Regions from separate parts of the Mus musculus genome. Here region 2 is linked to region 1. The links are chromatin contacts, called in public HiChIP or PLAC-seq maps. All regions are on one chromosome and are shown on one strand. The core of a region is the stretch at or near the end of the contact, and the rest is flanking DNA. Distances in the headings are between cores, read along the strand shown. Region 1 overlaps Spock1 (sparc/osteonectin, cwcv and kazal-like domains proteoglycan 1). Region 2 holds the start of Spock1 (sparc/osteonectin, cwcv and kazal-like domains proteoglycan 1).

Region 1 (3,877 bases), core at 494-2,993:
GACTCTTCAGCTGACTCAGGGAGGGTGGGTGTATCTCCTGGTGGTGTGTTGACAGCGGAGCCATAATCTCTGGAAAGATGACATGGGTTCTGGTCCTGAGCTTTATTTAGAAGCTCGTCTATTTTGCTTAGTGGACCCATTCTTTATAATATGTATGGAAACAGCTTATAGCTCTCTAACATTTGTTGTTGCTTTGAATGAAGATAAAGAACATGAATCCTGGTAAAAGACTTCTGAATTTGACTTTTAAAAGTCACATAACCTCCAACCCCCAAAGCTCAGACCTGTGGGCTCCCATCCTGGATTTTTATTGCAACCTGGACATTTTCAGGAAACAAGGAAGGGTTTGCTTTTGGACTCATGTAGCCACTTTCACTAAGACAAAGGCACCAAGGACAAAAGTGGAGCTCAGACCAGCTGAAGATTTACCCTGGGCTTTTGCAGAGCTGACGGTACTGTGGAGGGGACAAGCAGAGGAAGAATGCTTACTCACGTGAGCAGAGAGAAGTCTGCGTTTGTATCCGTAACACAGGCAATAAAAACACAACCTCCATCACAGGGCAGAGCCACAGCCTAGACATTTGTCACTGCTGGATTTTGTGGAAAACTCTTCCAGAAGTTATTATACGGGACAGGTCATCCATACTCATTCCAGTTGAGTCAGCAGGATGCCAGTTGGACACATAACGAATTAAAGAGGGTAGTTCTTAGGGCTGGAGAGGTGGCTCCGTGGCTTAAGGCCACTTGCTGCTCTTGCAAAGGGCCTGAGTTCAGTTCTCATCGCTCACATTGTGTCTCACAACCTTCTGTAACTCCTCTTCCAGGGTCTCTGATGCCCCCTCCTTGGTCTCCATGAACACCAAACACACATGTGGTGTGTATACACACATGTAGGTAAAGCACCCATAAACATATGATAAAAGTAAATAAAGGAAAATACACCTTACAAAACAGTTGATAGGGTTGCTGGTATAAAACACAGATAGTGAAACTGTCCTAACCTGCAGAACTAGAGAAATACAGACATGCTTAGCTAGAAGGTTACAGTGCTCTCTGAAGGCAACTAACGTGAGCAACTGGAGCCAATCAGTGGGGCTGTCCGCAGCGTTTGCAATCCGTATCAGAATTAATGTGCCACAGCAGGAGTAAGATTTCAAAAGGAGGCATAAAATGTCTGTGTGGGACTAAGTAAAGTCTGGATGAGCTAAATCCCTTATTATTTTTGTATAGATCAAGGGGGGAGATGTTTACTAAGATGAAAGTTGTTAAATTTTCAAATGAGAAGCGGATTTACATGAACGTTAAAAGGAGTGCACGTTAGCTGGATTAGTGTAGCTCTTCTATGCTATCTGGGGCTAGATTACAGGAGTCTGTTTATGCTTAGTGTAACTCTCCTATCTGTGTTATTGTCTCAAAACACAATGGAAGAGCATGGGAGATGACGGGTGCCCTACAAAAATGAACACAGAGTGGAAAGCTCTGTGAGCATTTAGTTCACCCCGGAGAGACTGAGATGTGAGCTTGGGGCAACACTGAGGCTTTCTGTGACAACTTACTTCTGAAACTTTACAGTGTGCAGGAATGAATGCATCAGGGAAGCAGAGACAGAGTGGCCAAGCATGGGTTTCTGAGCTCGGGGAGCATGGAGCATTTAACAAGGAATGTGTCGATGGAGACTGGAGGATGCTCTTGTGTCAAGGGTCAAGGAGGAAAACAGTCATAGCTCTCAAGAAGCCTAGGCAGTGTGCTCCCTCCCGAGGCTGGCAGGGCCGGGAGTCAGTGGCTTTCAGGGTAGTGGAGTGCTCCACAGGGACTGGGGAGCTTTGAGGGGAAGACTTTTGGCTTGGCAAAATTCCTCTGGCATAGTTGAGCAAGATAGATGGACAACAGAGGTGCCGTGGGAAGGAAAGACCGGTGCAGACGAGTTAGCAAGGAGGAGGAGCCTAAGCAAGAATAATGGGGATGAATAGGAAGACACAACTGCCAGACACGAATGGGATTGATAGCACCTCACAGCTGTCAGAGACAAAGCATTAATGGGGAGAGGATCTATGCTTTTAAGCCCAGGGAGATAGTGGAGCCATTATCAGAAGAGAGGGAGAGAAAATTGGAGAAAAGTTAGCTATTAAATGTGAAACAAAGGAGTAGCTGAGTTATTAATGGGGTCTAGCATAAGATTAAAGACTTCCTGTTTTTATTTTATTTTTTTTTTACATTTTTCTTCAAAAATTAAATTCCCTTCCTTTCTTTTTTTAATTTTTTAAATTTTAATTTTTTTGGTCACTAACTTCTCAGTATCTGTTCATTAGTTAATTTGCTAACTCATTTTAACATCCATGCCATACTAATGTAAGACATTCATGATAGGAACCTGGTATGTCTATAATTTAAGATGTCATGGGTTTGATTCCCAATACTGCATAAACCAAGCTTGATAGCACACACCGGTGATCTCAATACTCCCTTTTTTTCTTCAATAGATTTATTTACAATGTTCTAAGAACTAATTCAGATAAAGTTGAGGTATTCTTTTCCTCCATGGAATTGCTATTTGGAGACTGATAGTATATCCCTCATATTTTTCTGAGGGTCATATTCTGTCCTTTGGTCAATATGGGTAGTCTGCCTGGGTCCGAAGCTTGTGCGAGGAGATGTGGATTCCCTGAGTGGCTGTGGGCCTTATTCTGGGTCAGATCCAGCCTCCATCTTGGACCCACAGCTTCCACTGACATATGTTGTAGAACTGTGTGCACTTGTGTGCATTACCCTGCTTAGTGCAGGCCTCTGCTAACGTCTGAAACCCGTGGGAAGACTTGTGGAATTCTATGTGTGCCTTTGGATCTTTCCCTGGGTCAGGCCTGGTCCTACCCTGGTTCCAGAGTCCAAACACCTAACAAAAAGACACAGACTAGTAGATTGGCTTAGAAAACAAGATCCATCTTTTTCACCACCCAAGGCAGACATCATCATAGGGTCAAAGGATGAAAAAGGGCATCCCCAAAAATGGATCCAAGAACCAAGCCATTGTAGCCATTCTAATATCTGACAAGATAGATAGAAAAGAAAAGAAAGAAGGTCACTTCATACTCATAAAAGGACAACTGCACCAAGATGACATTATAATTTCAAAGCATATATAAATTAATACATCCAATATAAGTGCATCCAATTCAATGGAAGAAATACTGTTAGACCTGCAGCCATGGGTTAGCTCCAACCCAAGGATACTGGGTGACTTCAGTCCCTCACTTACAGCACAGACAACTCTTACAGAAGCAAGCAGAGAAACCCTGGATTTAAATGGTATCATGAAGCGTATTACATCTATAGAATACTCCCTTTCAACACCAAAGAATACACATTCTTCTCTGTAGCACATGGAACATTCTCCAAAATTGATCACATATTAGGATACAAAACAACTTTCAACAGGTGTAAGGAGTTTGAAATGATATCCTGCAGTCTATCAGACCACATGGAACAAAGCCAGATATCAATAGCATTAGAATCTATAGGAAGTCCACAGTCTCCTGGAGATCAAGCAACTCACTATTGAATGATGAAGAATTGAAGAACTTAAGAAGGAAATTTTTAAAAAAATTCTAGAACTGAATGAAAATGAGCACACGATATATCAAAGTTGAATTATGAAGTTAGACCTAAGAAAAAACTCTATAATGCTAAGTGCCTATATAAAAAATTGGAAGACCTCAAATAAATAAATTAATGCACTGTAAAGTCTGAGAAACAAGAACAGGCCAACCCACAAAGACTATGTGGTAAGAAGTAATCAAAATCAGGGCAGAAATTAGTAAAATGAAATGAAAAAAAATACAAAGTAAGTAGTGAAATGAATTAGTTCTTTGAAAAGATAAAC
Region 2 (4,261 bases), core at 207-2,706, 45 kb before region 1:
TCCCAGCCACGGTACTGCGGTCCTGGGACTTGGGCGGGCTCCTAAGGTACGTGTCCGCAGAACACTGAGCCCCAACTTGGCACATAAGTTTCTCTTGAAATGAGATGCATTCCTCTCACTATCCCAAGCCTCTCTCTCTCCAGCTATGACATCAGATACTCACTGTGTTCATCCCCGTGATAAGATACTCTCTGGGTGAGGTGTTTCCCCAACATGAAAAAAAAAGACTCCACTTCTCCTGTACTAAGGCCTCCCAGAATGCACAAGAACTGCAATTCACATGCTTAAACCATGCCATCTGCCCAATTATTACAGCACGACTCACAACCGGCCACATCATCGTGGTGGCATATTGAAAAGCAGGGCTCAGGATCCCTCTGATACTGACTGTTGGTGGTGTGTCATGACTGGTGCAGCTGCTGAGAGCAAGGCAGATCGCACTGTCAGAGAGTTCCAGCCCACGGGAAGGTCACGCTTGCCATAAGTGACCTTAAGCGCAGTGAGCTTGCAGCTGGAGAAACACTGAGTTCTCAGGGCAGTGTCACCGAGGTCCTGGCCTGAATCACAGGGACCACAAATCTCGGAACAAATGGAGATGAGGCAGCTGCAGAATGCATTCAGATATTCTGGTAGCTCAAGTCTGCCCAGGGGCAAAGTGATCCCAGGCCTGGAGGAGCCCTTGCCACTGGGGTCTGACCCCAAGGCTAGCCTGTGTAGAAAGTGGGGACAAGAAGGCAGGGGTGGGTGGGTGGGTGGGGGCAAACAGAGGCAGAAGGGTAAGAGGGCAAGGACCAGGTGTGCAGGGGACTAGGGTTTGGGTGTTTCTCAGGGAAGTGTCCTGAAGGGTTTTGAGTTTGGTGTGTGTGTGTGTGTGTGTGTGTTCAGGGCTATAGGCTATAGCTGTGCCAAGAAGTAGGCAGCGATGCACCTGTTAAGTCGCTCCCACCCCTATTAAACCAAACACGCTGAGTATTTGGAAAGAGAAGAGAGGGCTGGGTCAAGGCCAGCTTTCTCCTTCTGTCCGTGCTTGAAGCTGGAGGTCGGTTCCACAGGACTCTTAGGGGTGGCTCTGGTTGGAGATCAGACTTAGAGATGCTGGGTGTATGGCTTGAACCAGGGAGTAGAGAAGTTCACCTAAATATTGTCTGTGCACAAGACGCAACAGGGACTCATTTAAAGGGCCGACTCTTGGAGAGAGTCTCCTCTCTCCACCGTAGAGATTCTGAGACGGGTGTCCCAAGCACTTACTCGTTGAGAGTCCCTCAACACTGGCGACTTCTTGGCCTTCTAACATCATTTCCCTGAGCTTGAAATCTGTGTCAGCCCTGTAGAGCTGCGAATGAATCACGCTCCCGGATGGGACCGCTGAGCGCCAAGTAGCCGCCAGGGGGCGCCAGAGGCCTCGGCTAGGAGCTCAGGCTTCTCCGCCCGCGGACGCCGCGCCCGAGACGAGCCAGAGCGCTGCGGGCTCACAAAGCGGCCGGACGCGCGGCGGCGGCAGGTGCGCAAGGGAACGAGCCGGGCATCAGCCTTCCCAGCCACCGCGGTACAGGAACCCCAGCAACTCGGGCGCCGGGACTCGGGCGGGCTCCCAAGGTACGTGTCCGCAGAACACTGAGCCCCAACTTGGCATATTTGGCGTAGTTGGGACCTTCCTGAGGCCATCTCCCGGGCTGGCAGGGTCAGGGCCTGGGGGCATTTCTGCGTGTCCCTGTTGCGCAGAAGCCGCGGGCCGGGAGCAGAGAGACCTTTGCCTTAGCTGGGAACGGGAAGCCCGGCTTGAGGGCACCCCAAAGCCCCCGTCTGCCAGAGCCTGGGATGATGCTCAGAGCGCCGTTATCCCTATCCCTACACCAGAGCTGTGGGGCCCGTCTGTGGGAGTGCGGCTGGCACATTGAGCATCCGGGTTTTGGGGGAGATGTACTGGAGCCCCACAACGGAGAGCCGGTGAGAGGGTCTTCAGTAGTTTGACGGCGGCCCCGAGTCGGTGACCTAGGCTCTGCGTTTGTAGCTGTTTCCATGCATAAGGGCTCTCCAGGTGCAACCTCCGTCCCAGGTGTGAGAGGGACCACCCTGTCCCCGCGGTGAGCCCAGGCGCTGCAGCTTGTGCGCGCCCCTAGGCGCCCAGACACCCGGTGGGAGTGAGGGGCTTGAGGTAGCCCTGTTGTCACCGGCTCACGCCCGTGTGCCCTGCCCCCAGATGCCAGCGATCGCGGTGCTCGCGGCGGCCGCCGCGGCGTGGTGCTTCCTCCAAGTGGACAGCCGGCACCTGGACGCGCTGGCCGGTGGCGCGGCCCTCAACAACGCCAATTTCCTAGACAATGACCAGTGGCTGAGCACTGTCTCCCAGTATGACCGTGACAAGTACTGGAACCGCTTCCGAGATGTGAGTTCGGCTGGGGGTGGAAAATGGGGGGGGGGGGCTCAGAGACCAGTGTAGGGGTTGGGGGTGGTAGGTTCAAACCTCTCATGGAGGTCCACAGTGCATCCGTCTAGCCTGAGAGGAACTTTAAAGAGAACTTGGAAGGCTGGGTGCTCTTGCGTGTTACCTGTATTCCAGGTATGTGCACTTGTAGGATCGATGCAGCTGTCCTCACAGAAACAGGGCACAAACCTTAAGCAGCTTGGGGAGAGGGGCTCTCCAAGTGTCTGAGAGCTACTGATGGCAGACTGACTTTACCAAACCCTGGAAGGAAGGTCCTGGGAGCTGCAGGATCTGGCTATCTTTTGGGTGCATCAGGAAAAAAAAATCTCTAGTGATGTGTATAGCTCATTTATTAAGAAGCCATGAGGTCAGGCATGAGGGGAGGTCTTGGGGGCCTCCTGGCAATGAACTTGATGGGATAGCAGGGAACAGTGCAGTGGCTTGGAGTCTTCCAGACTTCAGTGGAAGGGAAAAGGGAACAGGCAGCGCAGAGAATCAGAGAATCCTTTCCCCAGGAGAGTGCCAGGTGGGATGTGGGGGAGAAACCCTGGGGCATCAGGGCACATCTGCTGTTTGTCTCCGCCACAGTCCTGGCTCCTACATACCTCTGTGCTTCCAGAAGATGGGGCAAGAAGCCCCCTTCCAGTAGGACCTGCTCCCCAGCCCCTTCAAAGACTCCCCAGAGTGGTAGGGATTAAGGGGACATTAGGAATCCCTGTCCCCGAGATGCTTTCAGTATTGTAAAAATGTCTAAGACTTACAATGAGTAAAGCTTTTATGTTTGAATGTTTTGTTTTTATGCAGTAGTTTATGTGTTAGAACATTAAAAAAGCAATATATAATAAATTACACACACACTATATATATATATATATATATATACATACATATATATATATATACCTGAGCCATACCATATATATATATATTTAAAGGGGTGACCTGAGCCATGCCACTGGACATCATCACAGTTATATACAGAGGTAGAGAAAGGCACCCCATACTTTTCTCCATGGATTTCTCAGAACCCATTCTCAGTATCTCGAGGCCTTGCAGGGAGCTAGTCTCTGAGGAACTGCATGACTCCAGATGGCTTCCAGTGCTTTCTAAATAGCACCTGTCCAGATCTCCTTCCGGGATTTGCTGCTATATCCTCCGAGCCCCTCTCCTCCCTGGAGGAGTTTCTTCTGGGAAGAGCTTTTCAAACACACACTGAATCTCCTTGGTTATTTGGGACTGTTTGCCACAGATCTGCCTGCTGGACCCAACAGAAGGAGACTCTAGTCTGCATCTCACAGTTCCTAACAAGTTCTCTTAGCCATCTATGGCGCTTTTAAGATCTTGAGGGCCAGCCTGAGATGTTACCATGCCTGGCCAGGTGTGTGGGGAAGGGAGCATGGAGGGGGAAAGACATAGTTTTGTTTTTGCTTTAATTTATTGCGTGTCAGTAAGGGTTGGAGAATCAGGCATATGACGGACCCTTACACACCTGGGCAAGTTGGGCTTGGTTTAGAGCAGTGGTTCTCAACCTGTGAAGAGCAACCCCTTTGGGATACTGCATATCAGATATTTACAATATGATTTATACCATGCATATCAGATTTTCACACTATGGTTCATAACAGTAGAAAAAATTACAGTTATGAAGTAACAACAAAATAATTATTGTATGGTTAGGGGGGTCACTACAATGCGAGGAACTGTATTTAAGGGTCTCAGCACTAGGAAGGTCAGAACGTTTGGTTTAGAGGATGGTCCGTCATTGCTGGGTGTCTTGGAACAGGGGATGCGTGGGTAGAAACACTTGAGCCTGCTGGACCTCTGAGTTGCGTGAAG

Evidence for each region. HiChIP or PLAC-seq counts read pairs in DNA pulled down with a chosen protein or histone mark.
Region 2: an H3K27ac HiChIP or PLAC-seq map of extraembryonic endoderm stem cells shows a contact between it and region 1. The contact joins the promoter of Spock1 here to the enhancer-like site in region 1. A contact is called at or near these places in 4 of 39 promoter capture datasets (embryonic stem cells, hippocampal neurons, second pharyngeal arch cranial neural crest and 1 more), 11 of 484 Hi-C or Micro-C datasets (cerebral cortex, cortical neurons, embryonic ectoderm and 6 more), 7 of 115 datasets of contacts at active chromatin or transcription factors (embryonic forebrain, embryonic stem cells, extraembryonic endoderm stem cells and 3 more) and 3 of 9 other capture datasets (adipose tissue, liver and pancreatic islet).

The regions. Positions count from the first base shown.
Region 1 is chr13:57,861,352-57,865,228 of GRCm38.p6, reverse strand. The region is part of intron 2 of Spock1 (sparc/osteonectin, cwcv and kazal-like domains proteoglycan 1); the gene reads left to right. Among named protein-coding and RNA genes, the nearest start is that of Spock1, 45 kb to the left of the region's middle. Within about 2 kb of position 1,743, at least 4 of the 459 cell types and tissues checked have an H3K27ac peak or open chromatin away from gene starts, as enhancers often do. A contact at or near this core is called in extraembryonic endoderm stem cells, where this site is marked.
Region 2 is chr13:57,905,527-57,909,787 of GRCm38.p6, reverse strand. Spock1 (sparc/osteonectin, cwcv and kazal-like domains proteoglycan 1) reads left to right here and starts at 1,456. Exons shown (of 12, transcript NM_009262.3): 1 at 1,456-1,596; 2 at 2,201-2,386. The coding sequence starts at 2,201.